Linked DNA regions of Rattus norvegicus: region 2 is linked to region 1. Evidence: chromatin contacts called from public Hi-C data. All regions are on one chromosome and are shown on one strand. Each heading gives the region's core, a stretch centred on a gene start, on an enhancer-like site or on the middle of the called end of the contact. The rest is flanking DNA. Distances are from core to core; before and after follow the strand shown.

Region 1 (7,368 bases), core at 995-3,494:
GCTCTCTACTCCATTCTAGTCAACTCCTTTGCTAAGACTGCCACTCTGCCAAGTCTAAGAGCTTGAACTTACTGCATGCATCAGTCTGTAGAATCCCATCAGTTAATGAGCCCCTGCTCTTGCCATACCTCCTACCTCCATCCTGTCTATTCCCTATCTACACATTGTTCACAGGAAACCTCCCACAATTTCATGGCTTCAATCCTACTAGCATGAGGTTATACCTCTCTAGTCCTGGCCCCAGTTCTAGACTCCAGGATCCAACTTTACTTAAGATGAGTAAGTAGGACCTCACACTTCATCATCACAGCATGCCATCAGCCATCCCCTTGCCCACCTGGATTGCCCTCAGCCTTCTACAGCATCCATGCAGCTGTAAAAACTAACTTTCAGGCTTCATCCTTGATTGTGTTTCCTTTCCTCCACATCACTCTCTCAGGACATTCTATCAGACCTGCATGTGAAGTGCATGTGCTTCCTTCCATCTCCACCATCATCCAACACACTATCAGTCTCAGCCCGCCATCCCGGCAAAGGAGCTCCTTCACTTAACTCTTACCACTTAAGTCTACACAAAACACCCTTATTTGAAGTTAAATCAGTCCTGGCCTGCTTTAAATAACCTATTTTTCTAGTGTGTGTTAAATAAGATCTTGATTCCTGACCTGGAATATAGCTCCCCTATAGCCCCTGTCTACTAATTCCATGTCTTTCCCCTCTCTTCCCTACTCTTTCTCTCTTTTGAACAAACCACATCTATCAGGTCCTCTACTAGGTCTTTCATTCTGAAAACACGGCCTTCCTCAGACACAGAAGATCCTTTTTCCTCTTTAAGTTTTATTAACCATTTCTTGCTCAGACAGCTTCACTGACCAATAACCCTGAAGCAGCAGGCCCCATCCAAACCGAGTTTACATAGTCCTATACTATCATAATGGTCATAACTGGGCATAGCTCAAAGTGTATCTTATTGCAGCTTATTAACCTGAGAGAATTTTAAAGTCCTGTCCCAAGGCTTCCCACAGTACACGGTAAAAACTTAATGCATGCATTTAAGTAAGTGAATTATCTGCCACTGCACCTTAAGTTGCTATTGTAAATCAACGATGCAGAAATTGTATCTATGACGCATTTTGCATTAAATAAATCCATAATTTTTTCCTAAAATTTTTCAACATTCCAACAGTCGCACAAACTACTGAATTCCTCCTGAAACTGCTAACTATTCCATATGGATAGAGATTTAGGGTTTTTTTTTTTTCCTTCTCCAAATTAGTAGGGTGTAAGTAGGGGGTTTACTGGATTTAGCACCTGTTACATCTTCAATCAATATGAGGTGCGTATGAGCCAGACACCACATGGAAGACGTGGCCTTTCTTTAAGGGACTGTAACTAAAACCTTAAACTCGAACTTCCCTAATCCCTAATTTAAAAAAATAAAAAGCCATTCACTTCGTTAAAAGAAACACTGTAAGATAATCTACGGCCAGGAGGATCAGCAAAGACTCCGATCTGGAGGGCCTCAGACAACACAGGTGTATGGGGAAGTTTAGTATCAGCCTCCATGTAACGGGGGAAAAGAAAGCAGGACACACCAGTTCAAAGACCCGTTCAACCATTAAAATAAAGCACAGTTCCCGCTTTGGCTATCTTGAACCCGGGCGCGAAGGTGGGAGAAGAGAGAAAACAGAGCCTTAGGACCCCTGTTCTGCGCTTCGGCCTCCACCGCAGGCATTCTGAGTAAAACTGCACCGATCCGTGCGTCCGCCAATCCACCACCGCCATCCCTGCAACAACAGCTCCCCGGGGTACTCACATGGGCTCGAGGGTCTTGCTGAGCCAGGATTTGAGCGCCTCGAAGTTTTCAATGATCATCTTAGAAACCATCCACCGCGGCCCCGAGGCCGGTCACACTCCTGCGCTCGCCCAGGTCGCCGCCGCCGCCGCCGCCGCCCCCTCCTCCGCGCGCCGTCCGCGTGGGCCGCGGTGGGAGGTGCCGGTGGCAAGTTCCCGCGAGCCGCGGTCGGCGAGCACCTCGGCGGGGCCGCCGCAGGCCACGCGCCCACCGGGTACCGGGAGCTTCCCCTCTGCGGACCCCGGCCCAGGCTGAGGCAGCAACCGTTTGCCGGGCCCTCCCCCCTGCCCCGCTCCCCAGTGAATCTTCCCGAAGGAGAGCCGAACGCGCTCAGACCCGGACTTTTCTCTCAGCTTTGGGATTAGGTGCTTGCTGGCAACGCGGCAGAGCAGAAGTGAAGAAAGCGAAAACGAAGGGCAGCTCAATGGGAACGGTTCGGGGGTCTTCCCGGCTTCCAGCACCCCCAAGAAGATGGCTGCCGATAAATCTCGCGAGAATTAATTGAAGTCTCGCGGTGCGTCCCAGAGCATGCCGGGAAGAGACGCAAATTCGGCCGAGTGTGCGCTGGGTAGAGACCGTAGCGTTTTTGTATATGCAAGGGTTGAGGCCTTAGTCCCTTTGATCGGCCTTCGTAGTGAATAACCACAAGCGCCGTCCTATTTCATAAGGACGGAATGGCCGCTGACTCCCAGACGGTGTCCTGCAAGATGGAAGAGCTCGTTGAGAAGACGGCCAGCACTTTTGGCAGGTTTCCTGCACCGTGCAACCTGCCTTAGCTTTCTCAGCACCCTCCAGTACCATATTCTGTGTGTGCTACCCGGTGCACACGATGGATAAACATAGACTGATCTAATCTGACACACTGAGACCTCCAGAGGATTAGTGTCCTTATCTCAAAGTACATGACATTTTGGTAAAGGTCTAATGACCTATGGATGCCCCCAAACCAGAATATGTAACCTTAATGATTTCCAACCTAGCTAAAACACAGTTTTGTTACATTTTAAATTCTGTTCATTTAGAAAAGATTCAACTTTTCTCCAAGAAATTACAATGTACCAAAGCAGAGCATTCAAACCAGCATCCTATGTATCATGAATGGTCCAACAAGTTGATTCTATTATATAATATTGTTAGGAGATGACCAAAGACTGGTAGGCAAGGGACTACAAGTAGAATGAAAAATAGTTCACAAATCTAAAGACTTGGTCACTGAACCATAAAGAAATTCTTGATGAGACTTTAGAATATGCTGGAGTGGAGTGTCCTTTAAGCGTTAACTAAAAAAAATTATAAAATTCAAAGCTAGATATTTGCTCTGAAATACAATATCATCAGTCAGAGGTTAATCAGATTCAAGCTAATGAATAATCAGGGTATCGATTAAGGGGATTTAGCTAACTGAAATACTGCAGATATGAAAAGACAAATATTTAGAATTTCATTTATAAAGGTTGCTAGAGTCCCAAGAGTGACAGAATACAGAATGGTGGTTGCCAGGAGCCAAAGAGAACAGGAGGCAGAGAGGAGGAATCTTGGGAATTATGTCTCAGTGATAGAGTTTCAGTTTGCAATAATAGTTCTGAGATGGATGGTGTTGGTGGCTGAACAGGTTGACTATAAATCTAATGCCAGGAAGTTGTACACATACAATTATTAAAATGGTAAACATTAGGTCACATATAGAGTGTATAAATAATATACTACTGAGAATCATGTTTCTGTTTAAAGGCACCATATCGAATATTGATGAATCAGTATTGAACTTGTGTTCACTGGCAGGTAACACATGTTTAAACAAAGCCCATTCATTCATGTATTTTTCTCTGTAAAATACATCAAAGCCTTATGTGTTGGGACCATAGAAAGCACTTCACTGTTGCATATGGAGAACAGAGACATTTTAAACAGTAAAATCACTAAGGGGGGAAAAAATCTCATAAATGAAGAAAATAAAACAGCAAATGGACCACAAAATGGGTACTTGTTTCCATTGTGAGAACTGAATAAAAGAATAAAGATATCCCCTTGTACTTCAGCTGAGAATTAAACACATCACTGGACTTGAATTTCTAACCACTCTGCGTATGGACACAGTGGACTGTAAAACCACCGCAAGTCTTGGGTTTGGGGGTTACAGCTATTCTAAAGAGTAAGAAAACTCACGAATATAGAATCCTCAAGTAGTAAGGGTTGGCTATATTCTGAAAGACAAAATGAAGCCTTCTAGGAAGTGTTCCCTCACCCCTGAGTGATAGCTGTCCTCCCTCCTTCCACAGCACAGTGCTTGTTGCTCCCAGTCTGCATCTCCTCAAGGGGCTCCCAGGCTTTCCTTGCTTAGCCGTTGTATTCAATCTGTAACACTTCATGACTTCATTTTCTTTCCTCGGAGTTAGAGATTTGACCACTGCAGTCATCAGTACTACTCAGAATAGACTAACTACGGCCAGCAGGAACATTTAAGTATTTGGCATGTTGTTACTTCACATTTTCCACATACATTGGTCTTTCCAGACCCCTTTACCGTTAATGTTCCTCCTCTTGCACAGAATAACATTCCTCATTGCTTGTGTTCCATTTCCTCACTGACAGCCTAGACAATGGCTTGACTTAGTCTTTCAGTTTCTAAACATAGAAGTTAAAATTTTCTTTCAGTTTTCTAATCTTCCTCATCCCCAAATATGCCGGGTTAAATTCATTCCCTTTTATGATTCTTGACTTAGCATAATATCTGAAACAATAAAAAAAAAACTGTTTAAAGGCTAGCAGCTCCACTGGGAGTGGGAAAGAAGCATAAGAGAAACTGTTTCAGCTGGCTGTGGTAATGATACATTTTCTACAGACTTGTATCTTTTTGTGCTTTCTTCTCTCTCATTGCCGGGTCTTTCTGAGTCTTTCCACTACGCTGCCCCAGGGATCATTCTCCCTGGTGTGGTTAACTTCTGTTCTTTCAGCTCGCTCTCTCTTAGTTGATGAATACAGTCTTATCATGCTCAGTGGTTTCAGAGCAGTCCGAGTCCTTTTTATCTCTAGCTGCTGAGTTTGTTTTTCTCCACCCTGCCCCTCAGAAGTCTATCGTTTCCACGATGTGAGATATTATTACCATACATTATATTCCCATTTATACATAATTGGGTTATGACCTCCTTTTCAGTGAGTCTGTTTGTCCACGACTACTCCAGTACCGTGTTGATTTAGTTACTGTTGTGTTAATGCCTCTTCTCTATGCTGCTTTTTCAAATTAAACCTGGCTAAATAAGAACCTTTGACCTTCCAAACATTCAGACATCAGGCTTTCTGAAGCACAATAGAGAACGTAGAGCATTACAACACTGTGGACAGGAGGGCTCAAACATGGCTTCTTTAAGGACATACTTTTTTTTTTTTGATATTAGGAAAAGTGAACAGTTACAAAACTTAGCCATGTGAAACAAAATACAGACCAGAACATTTCAGGCTAGCTTGCGGAATGTTCCTGATACAAATAAAAAGCAAGATCTTTAAAAGCGTGTAGGAAGTGGGAAAGTGTAAAGTTGTGTGGAAAAGGAGAATGACTATGGTCAGTTTGGAGGTTAAAAAGGGTAACTAGTTTTCCTTGGACTAGGATATGGTGAGAAACTATTGAAGGCTTTTCAGTACCGCAGGGCAAATTACACTCATGAGACCACCTTGCCTACTGCTCAGCACTAACATTTGAGAATTTAAAAATAAATTCAGAAAACAGGCAAACTATTCTTTGGCATAAGAATACCAAAGTTTTTGTTTACCTAGAAATAATATCAAAGGCACATTAATAAAGAATATATTTTTCTTTTTCTTCTCAATTTCTTTTATTTTTATTTTTGATATTATAATTGACAAATTCCCCTTCCATTTCTTCCCTCCAACACCTCTTATATACCCCACCCTGCCTCCTTCAAATCCATGACTGAGTATTTTTACTAATTGCCATTGTACGTGTGTATGTGTGTGTGTTTCCTGTGGCAAGCATAAATAATGCAAAACACTTCAGCACTTGCTTGCTGATGATGTAAATTGGGATCAGAAGGCAGACTCTCATTTCCTGCTCTAAGCTGTGAGCTGCCTGGCTTGGGTACTGAGAACCTAACTTGTGCCCTCTGAAAAGCAAGGAGCAGTCTTAGCCATTGAGCCATCTCTCCAGCACCCACTGTATGTCTTAAATGCTTCAGTCCACCATGGTGAGTGGTTCATGCCAATAGCCCCAGCACATTGAAGGTCTTGGTTGCAAACATAGTGAGCTACGTAGTAAGCCTGTTTTTAGAAGAAAGAAAAAAATCCCTCAAAAAGGACAAAAGTTTTATTTCCAAAACAAAACCAAACACACAGTTCTAACTTGGGGATGACGTGGCAAGTAGCCATTTGCAGTCTGACACAAATCCCTGTCTAGGGACTCTCTGTCACATCCTTTTTTCCCTCTTTGTCAGCGAGTAGTTATGATGCAGTGCCTCCATGCCCAAGCCAAAAACAGTCTAAATAAGTAAATAAATAAATATTAAAGTGTGTTTTTGACCCTGTCCTCTCTTTTCCTTCCTTCCTTTCTAATTCAAACGGGTGGAATAATTAAATATTCTTTTGAAGTCAGTCCACCTCCACATGCTATTCATGGTTCCCATTAACCTTAAGACAGAACTGTCTGCTACAGAAGTAATGATGTAGAACCTAAAGGAAGGCTTTGGAAAGTCCAGGACATTATTTTGAAGACCAGAAGCTGAAGAAGAGGAAACAATAGCAGTGAGATAAACGATATTGGTATAATCCAATACCCCGATGAGGCACCGTCCATACTGTCATAGCTATCATCAGTGCATGCCCATGGAATACTTGTAATGGGGTGACATAGAGTCAACTGTTGTAAATGTTAACTTTATTATTTTTCCTTGTATATCAGCATCGTCTGTTAAAAATACAATCTGACAGCTGTGATATGATATTGGCAATGTTTAAACAGAACATTTGGCTCAAAGACATTGTACTACTGTTAGTTTCTTATTTTTTCTAAGTATGGTTATACGAAGTGATTGTTTTTAAGGAACCCAAAGGAAAGCACCCACAGGGTACCCAGTGGGGGTGGGGATGGTCATAACTAAGAGGCTTCCTCAGCCGTGAACCTCTCGTCAACTACAACACTGACCAGTGTATCCATGCAATAGTGGCAAGAGTGCTATGGGGGTAACCAGCTGTTTTCTGACTGAATTTAAGGCCAGATCCATAGCATGAAACATGTGCTTCCAATTGTAAATCTGGCCAAGAACTCTGGGTTAGGGCCTCTCACAGGTCCCAGGAGTGAACCTACCATGATTATTCTTGTCAGTGGGCATAATATCAAACTGCCCTCTAACTCTGTATCTTTATATCCAAAATTAATGCAGCTCTTAGACTCCATCAGAGAAATTTCTTTATGCAATAGATGGCAGCTAGTGTTGAAACTCAACCCATCAAAGGGCAGAGAAGGAAATAAGCGGTTGTGGCTTAACCACGATGGGTCATCTGTT
Region 2 (7,119 bases), core at 1,552-4,051, 730 kb after region 1:
AATCTCCTAGGACGACTAGGACATAAAAAGTACATTTCAAGGGCAATTAAGGTGAAATTTTAAATAAGCATGTTAGCACAAAGTTATATAATTAAAATAAATCATTTCGGATCCCACTAGGTAGCACAGGAAAACAAACTCATATAAGACCACAACTCGTGAACCAAACATCCTACAAGACCCAAAGCCTATGCATGCCTTAGGTTCTGAACCACAAGTCATTCTCTTGTTTTACAAATAAAGCATGCAAAAAATAAATTATTTCCTCGTGTTGAAAAATACCCGAGAGCACCAAGCAAGTAGCAGCAACAAGAAAAGTTTTAGAAATCTGAAGTGTTACAGTGGAAACCTATGATCTTGTCAAGTGAACTTAAAAATTACAGTCATGCTTCGGTCTAGGAAGTACCATCCCATCCCCTCACCCGAGTCCACATGAAAATACAAAGGGAAAGATGCAAAACCGGATTTTTAATCCAACCTCTGCTTTTTGGAAAAGGACAGCGAACAAGGCAGGTGACAAACCAGGCAGAGCTGAAAACCGGATCTGCTCACCTCCAACAGCAAGGTACACAAGGCTGTTCTTCGCTTTCAACCCAACCCGTTTATCGGCTCTATCAGCGCCCCCACACAGTCCCCAGCAGGTGGGACTCAGCCAGAACCCCGGGGGACTTTTCTCCAAGCCGACTGATGCGGTCCAAGGGCCAGACCGGCCCCTCCCGTGTACAATCCGCAGAAGCTCAGGCAGGCAGGGGGCGCGGGCGCCTCCGAAGGGGACGTGTCATGCAAGGCACGAGCACACTTCCCCCTCCTCCACCCCCGCGGCTAAAATTTCCCCCAACCCAAGAGGAACTGCCATCCAGCCCCAAGAGGGGGAGCCACTCTTAACACGCCCACCCCCGCTGCAAGGTCACCACAAGGTGTTTCAGCGAAGGCCCTCAAAACGCCTGTCCTCACAAGTTTCCAAATCCGACGCCCTGAGGAAGAGAGCCTGGCTCAGGACGCACAGCTTGCACGGAGGTCTTATAGACCCACGCTCCCAGGGCGACTCCACGGTGCAATGACCGGAGCGGGCACTGTCTGCAATCTGCACACGCCTACCTCTTTTTAGATCAGGAATAAGACATGATTCTTAAAACGAAAGAAAAATAGCTTTATCCAGAGCCAGACTGCACACGCCAGGCATGCAGAACTCTGAGCCCCCGGACTGGAAACTTTCCGTGAGGACCTGATTGCTAGGGAAAGTAGCATCTTCGGAAGAAAAAAAAAGTGATTTCTACAGATCCCTGGCCGCCTCCATCGCAGGCGCCCCCCTTCCACCCTTCTGCGCTCTCCCAGTTCCTCTCCCTCCCCCTTTGAGAGTGCTTTGAAACCCCCATTAAGAACAGTGTGTGATCAGACTAAGGATTAGGGGGAAAGGACTTCAGCACTAGGGTGGGGCAAACCGACACAGAAACCCCTTTGTAAAAAAGGCGTTAAGACTCCAAATCTTAAAAACAGTAACACAAAAGAGGGAGGGGGGAACTAGCCTTTTTATTTTGCCACCTACTTTCAGGTAATGGAAACCGACCGCGACCACTTGATAACTCTCTTCCTGTCTAGGTCAGCCTAAGTGTCCAAATATATTTAAAAAAAAAAAAAAGCGTGACCTAGGCCGACCACGAAGAACGGAAAAAAAGAGAAAGCTGCACTTCCGAACCGCAGAGACGCGGCGCCAGGCTGGGCGACGCTCCCACCCGCACCGGGCTAGACTGTCCACACCGGGCAGAGGCGGGGACTCCCTCCGCTTGGCACTCTACCCTCTGCTCGCCCGCCGGGCTTCGGCCCCGGTGAGGTGGAGAGGTGAGAAGCCCAGTACCCCAACCCCACAGGCGCCCCCGCCGCAGGCTAGCTCTCCTATAACTTAGCCTCCACCGAATGGAAGAACAGGTTAGCAATGCCAGAGCCTGCAACAGCGACCTGGAAAACACAAAGTGTTTTCCCTCCCTCTAAGGCTCTCGGCGACTGAATCGTCGCCAATGCAGGGGTAGGAGTAGAACGCAGTGAAGCGGTCCAACGCCCCAAACCCCGCAAGAGAGTGAGCTGTCGCGGGACGGGGGACACTGCACCGGCGCACCCTGTAGCCCGGCCGTGGCCGAACCCCTGTTCTAGGCGAAGCAGATCCGCGGGATAGCTTCCTGATCCTCCCGGGAAGCCTGCGGGTTTAGGGGGAGAGAGGAACCCGGACCCCACTCCCGGCCGGCTGTGGTTCCAGAAGGGGAAAAGCCAAATGCTCCTCACCGTGATCGCGGCTTTGCACCAACCCCTCTCCCTTGGATTCTCTTCTTCCAGCGATGTGCAAATAAATCCAGTCCCGATGCAAACTTTTTCCTTCTCTCCAAACTCTGCTTCAGTCCAACTTCCAAGCAGTCGGTGGGAGGATTAAAACCACGGGAAAATTTGGAAGCCAAATCCTCCACCGTTGGAACCCTCCCGGATTCCGAGCTAGAGAGATGACCTCCGTTCCAGAAGCGCACGCGGAGTATTTCCTCTGCCTTTTTTTTTTCTTTCCCTTTTTTTTTCTCAATGAACAAGAGGCCGAAGCGCCAACGTTGGCGAGTCTCTCTTTTTTTTTTCCTGGTCGATGAGAGAAAGCGAGGCGAGCACGGCCTTACAAAGAACCTAAGGCCAGCTCGCCAAGTCCTGGGGGCCCGGGGCTGCTTCCGAGCGGAGGCAGGCGCGGGGCCGCGGGCCGGGCCGGGCGCGCGCGGGGGCCTGGGCGCTGCGCGCTCCGCCGGCCCCTCTCCTCCGCTGGCGCTGCGGCGCGCAGCTCTCGCTCGTGCAGACTGGGCGTTGCGGAGGCGCGGCGGCGAAGCCGAGGCGGGGGTGGGGGTGCGGAGGGGGAGGAGGAGGCGGCGGGGGAGGAGGGTCTGGGGCCCGGCCGGGGATGGGGGGCGGGCGGGGGGGCGCCGCTGGCCTGCGCCCTCGCCTTTCCGGAGGAGGCAGGGAGCTTTGCAGCGGCCGCGGCAGCAGTAAATGGCGTCATGTGGATCCGAGGCGGAACAGAGCAGTTGTTGTCCCAGAGGATATATCGCATCCGGTCCCAGCTCATTGGCTCCGCGGGGCTACATTCACTCGCACTCCAGCGCCCGCCAGCGCTCCGAGCCGCAGGAGGCATTCAAAAGGGCAACCGCGCCGCCCCGCGCGTCCCCAGTCGCTCCTGCAGCCCGGGCGCCGTCACGCGGGGCCGCGCTGGCCGCCGCGAGGTCAGTTTATCTAGTTTCAAGGAAACACTGACCTTAAGGGTTTCCCCCCCAGAGGCCACGAGCCGCGGGCTGGGGCTCACTTAGGGAACTTTCTTCCTCGCCGCCGGGAGAGGAGAAGGAGGGACGTTGCAAACTAACCCGGCCGCACAGCCTTAGCGTGGAAAGCCGAGCTGCAGCTTTTTGGATTCGATTTGGAATCCATTTCGGTTCTACCTCTTCTCTCCTGTGTTTCCCCCACCCCACCCCCCACCGATGCCCAGGGGGCGAAGAGGGTGGGGGTGGGAGCAGGAGGGGGAGGGAAAGGGGAGCGGGAAGTGAGGTGGGAGGGCTATTGGTTTATTCTTTGTCTACTGGATTAACCCGATTATACACCGGGCACCAGCACAGCCCGCCTCCCCCACCTCCGAGCCTTGTACGGGAGGAACGGAATGTAGATTCGGGTTTCAAGTCCCTTCTGCTCTGACTGGGATTGGCTTTTGATTGTGTGTGGACTTGTAGTTTGTTAGAATTTCATTTTTAAGAGGGGTTATCTATAGATGGAGGCCTTTTGAAGATTTTTTTTGTATTGTTTTGCTCGATGCAAAAAACCTTTTAAATTAATTCTGTAATACCCACGCGATTACTCAGGGCGACATCATGGACTTCCGAAATGGGGGGGGGGTCTGTTTCCCTACAGAAGTCCTCCTTCGCGAAACCATAAATAAAAAGAGCGTCATCTTTCAAATCCCACTATCTGTCACCTAGAACATTCTCATATATGTTCCTCCTGTTCTTGTTGGAAGCGGACTATAGTTAACTATTTAAAATACAGAAAATACATACGCTCTGGCCGTGGCTGGACTAAGGTGCCTGCACGTGGAAGCACGCGGGGAGCGGGGTGGGGGTCACTGAAATGTATCCACACGCTAGTGTTGCAATTTTAGCTGAGAATTTAATTTTTTTTTAAAACCGGAAAGTACCTGCTGTAAGGTCAAACTTCCCACACAGCACCTGCGACCTTGCACCATGCGAGGTTAGAGCTCCTAAAAACGTGGAGTTTGATTTCTCTCGCTCCAGCCCTCACCTGTTCGCTGCCACCCTGTTCTCTTAGCTGACTTCTGGCGACGTATCTCTCTACTTTGTCCCTGGCACCCCATTTGCCTCGTTTGCGCGCTCTCCCTGCCCTCTCGGTGTTTCTCCACGACTCTTCTCCTTCGCCTGGGGTTTGGAACTAGAGATGGCAGGGGAAGTGGCATGCGTTATTTCCGGGCGCTGGCCTACGTCCCCTCACCCCACGCCTGAGGGTGGAAGAGGCTCGATCGGCCGGCTCCGTCGCGTCCCAGACAGTCTGGGATCAGGACAGCTGGGCCTCTCCGGCCACCGCGGCTCGTGCGGCGTCGGAATCCGTGGAGTCTTCAGCAGGCGAGCGAGCGCGGGCGCCGCTGCGCTTCCCGAAGGAGCCGCCAGGGGGCGAGCGCCAGGCGCGGGGCTCGAGCTGCTTTCTTCTGTGGCACTCAGTACGTGCTGGAGGGGTTCCTTTCGAAGAAGTGGGTTGGCCGGCTTCGGGATTTTAAGGTGTCTAGTATAAACGCTACGACAGGTGGCATTTCTTGCCACCCCCTTACCACCTCTCTTTGAGATTGATCTGGTTCGATTACGAGGACCCTCAAGTTTTTCACCCAGGAGCTAGGAGGTCAAAGGCAGGCTGTGGGAAGCACGTCAGGAAGGAATTGCTGGTGTGTGACTAGCAAGCATCTGAAAGCAGAGTTAGCAAGGGAAACACCCCCACCCCACCCCACCCACACCCTTACACCCGGTGGCCGCTCCTTGGGAGACTTTTGCCCCATGTCATTTCCTCCAGCACTGCAGGATCTCTGCCAACAGGTCATTAGGAATCAAAGCATAAAATAGAATTTAAATCAGGAACTTCCGGATGCTTGGGGAAGAATGTAAGAATTCATATTTGTCTTTCATAAATTAGAAAGGATTTTAGGTAATAATCGACTGTTTTTCATCTCCCATAATCCTCACACTCGGAAAACATTTTACCTGTAACTTAAGAGCAAAGTAAATGCAAGAATCTGTTGGATTCTTTTAAATTATTCCTTAGGCTTTATCTTGGTGCATTATTGTTTTTCAGCCAGTGACATGTATAAGCTACCATATTGTGCTTCCAAAGACTACTGTTAAAATATAAAAGACGAATTGTATTTGTGCATACATTGTATATGCACAGTGAGGTGTTTCATGAAAGCACTGTGCCTCCAAATCAAGTTATACTCACAAATTAAAGCTGGAGTAGCGCTCAGACAAACATCCAGAGAAAGCTCACTTTCAGATGTGCTGCAGAATGTTCTAGAAGGAGAACTCTGCCATAAGCAGAGACTTTACCACTTGTCAAGCACTGTAAAGCAAAGCAAAAACAAGCCCAAGGGACTTAATGTCGCAATGATACTCACCTCCAGGTTCCCAGGATTCGTCAAGTAATAAACTTACATTGAGCAGAATCTGCTGTGTACAGTGAGTTCTCGAATCTGGCTTTATCTTCTGATTGCATTTATTTGAACTTCATATCTATAGTCCTCCTCATTTGTTGTTTTTTAACGAGGCAGAATATAAACATTCCATGAATTTCACCTCCTCCAATCTTTGGTAGAAGAAGACAGTGTAAACAAGTTTCTATAGAGTTATGTTGAGTGAACTGAAACCTTGTTTAGGATTGTGCTTGCGGGCTGGTCTTCTTCACAGCATGGGCGAAGTGTATCTTTAAAAGGCTCTTAACCTAGTCTCGAAGACTCGGAAAATAGAAACCAAAAACCAAACCAAAACAAAACAAAACAAAAACCAACAACAACAACAACAAAAATCCTTCACCTTCCTAGGTTTGGTCTTAGTTTTGAAAACCTAAGTGAAACTTTGTAAACATACAGTGTGCTTTTGACGGCACAAAGAATTAGTATTTAGACATTTTGTTCTATTACCAAAGGGATATTTTGTTTGTTTGGTCTTTGCTTTTGTTTTTGTATTTAAAGACAGCAGTTTACATTTTGGACCTTAGAGCCTTCATTTCTTTTTACTGCCCAACTGAGGTAGTAAAATTCATTTATGTAAGGACTTCCTGGAATCTTCCTACGGAAAGGGCTCTTTGCAGTGGGGACCTTTTGATTTGGCAGCCATGACTGTTACCATTTTACGTTTTGAATTTCTTTGATTCCTCACATTCTGTTGATAATGCCTCCAGGAGGGGAATTGGGAGTGGCTTCAGTAAAGAAGCAAAGGAATTCAAAAGAGACCACTTGATGTCTTATCTAGATTGCTTGGAGGACTGGAAGCAGTTTATCTCAGAATCTAACCTTCTTTGCAGATGTCCTTTATCCCTAACTAAATCCAGTGCAGGCTCTAAGGTTATCCTAGGGTGAGAGGAGTTGTCCTGATATGTGACCTTGAGCCTCAGGCTCCCATCTGTCTGTCTGCTGCTTTTCAGAGAGCTCCCCTTTAGCTGGAATTCACCTGTGGTTTGTGCTAGTTAATGAATGAATATTCCTGCTAGATACTTGCACCTCATTACTACAATTTATGCAAAGTCAGACAAGGGCTGAAACTTTGTAACAAGGCTAGAAAGGAATCCACTGCTTCTTTTCATTGCTTTTTACCATACGTTTGTTTTTTGGCCTAAAGATTAAATTTCCTTTGTAGGTCTGCATGTTCAGAGATCTTAGCCTTTGTCCTCTCAACTTTACATTTACTTTCCTATGTGTTTTCTTTGTTCAAGAATATTATTTTTTTAAACATAGATGCTAAAACCTCACATAGGTGAGAATCCGTGGTGGCTTTGTCTTTGAATAACACTGGTAGTGTTTAGTAACAGTAGCAAGATTTGGCTTCTGAATGCATAAGA

What was found. A called contact is a pair of places that touch in the nucleus more often than the background predicts.
Region 2: a Hi-C map of the A7r5 cell line shows a contact between it and region 1, with 2.9 times the contacts expected there. The contact joins the promoter of Spry2 here to the promoter of Rbm26 in region 1. A contact is called at or near these places in 2 of 12 Hi-C or Micro-C datasets (the A7r5 cell line and mammary epithelial cells) and 1 of 1 datasets of contacts at active chromatin or transcription factors (oligodendrocytes).

What each region holds. Positions count from the first base shown.
Region 1 is chr15:88,376,442-88,383,809 of GRCr8, forward strand. It overlaps Rbm26 (RNA binding motif protein 26), which reads right to left and starts at 2,245. Exons shown (of 21, transcript NM_001277160.1): 1 at 1,817-2,245. The coding sequence starts at 1,887. It also overlaps the pseudogene Rps11-ps8.
Region 2 is chr15:89,109,125-89,116,243 of GRCr8, forward strand. It overlaps Spry2 (sprouty RTK signaling antagonist 2), which reads right to left and starts at 2,802. Exons shown (of 2, transcript NM_001393836.1): 1 at 2,278-2,802.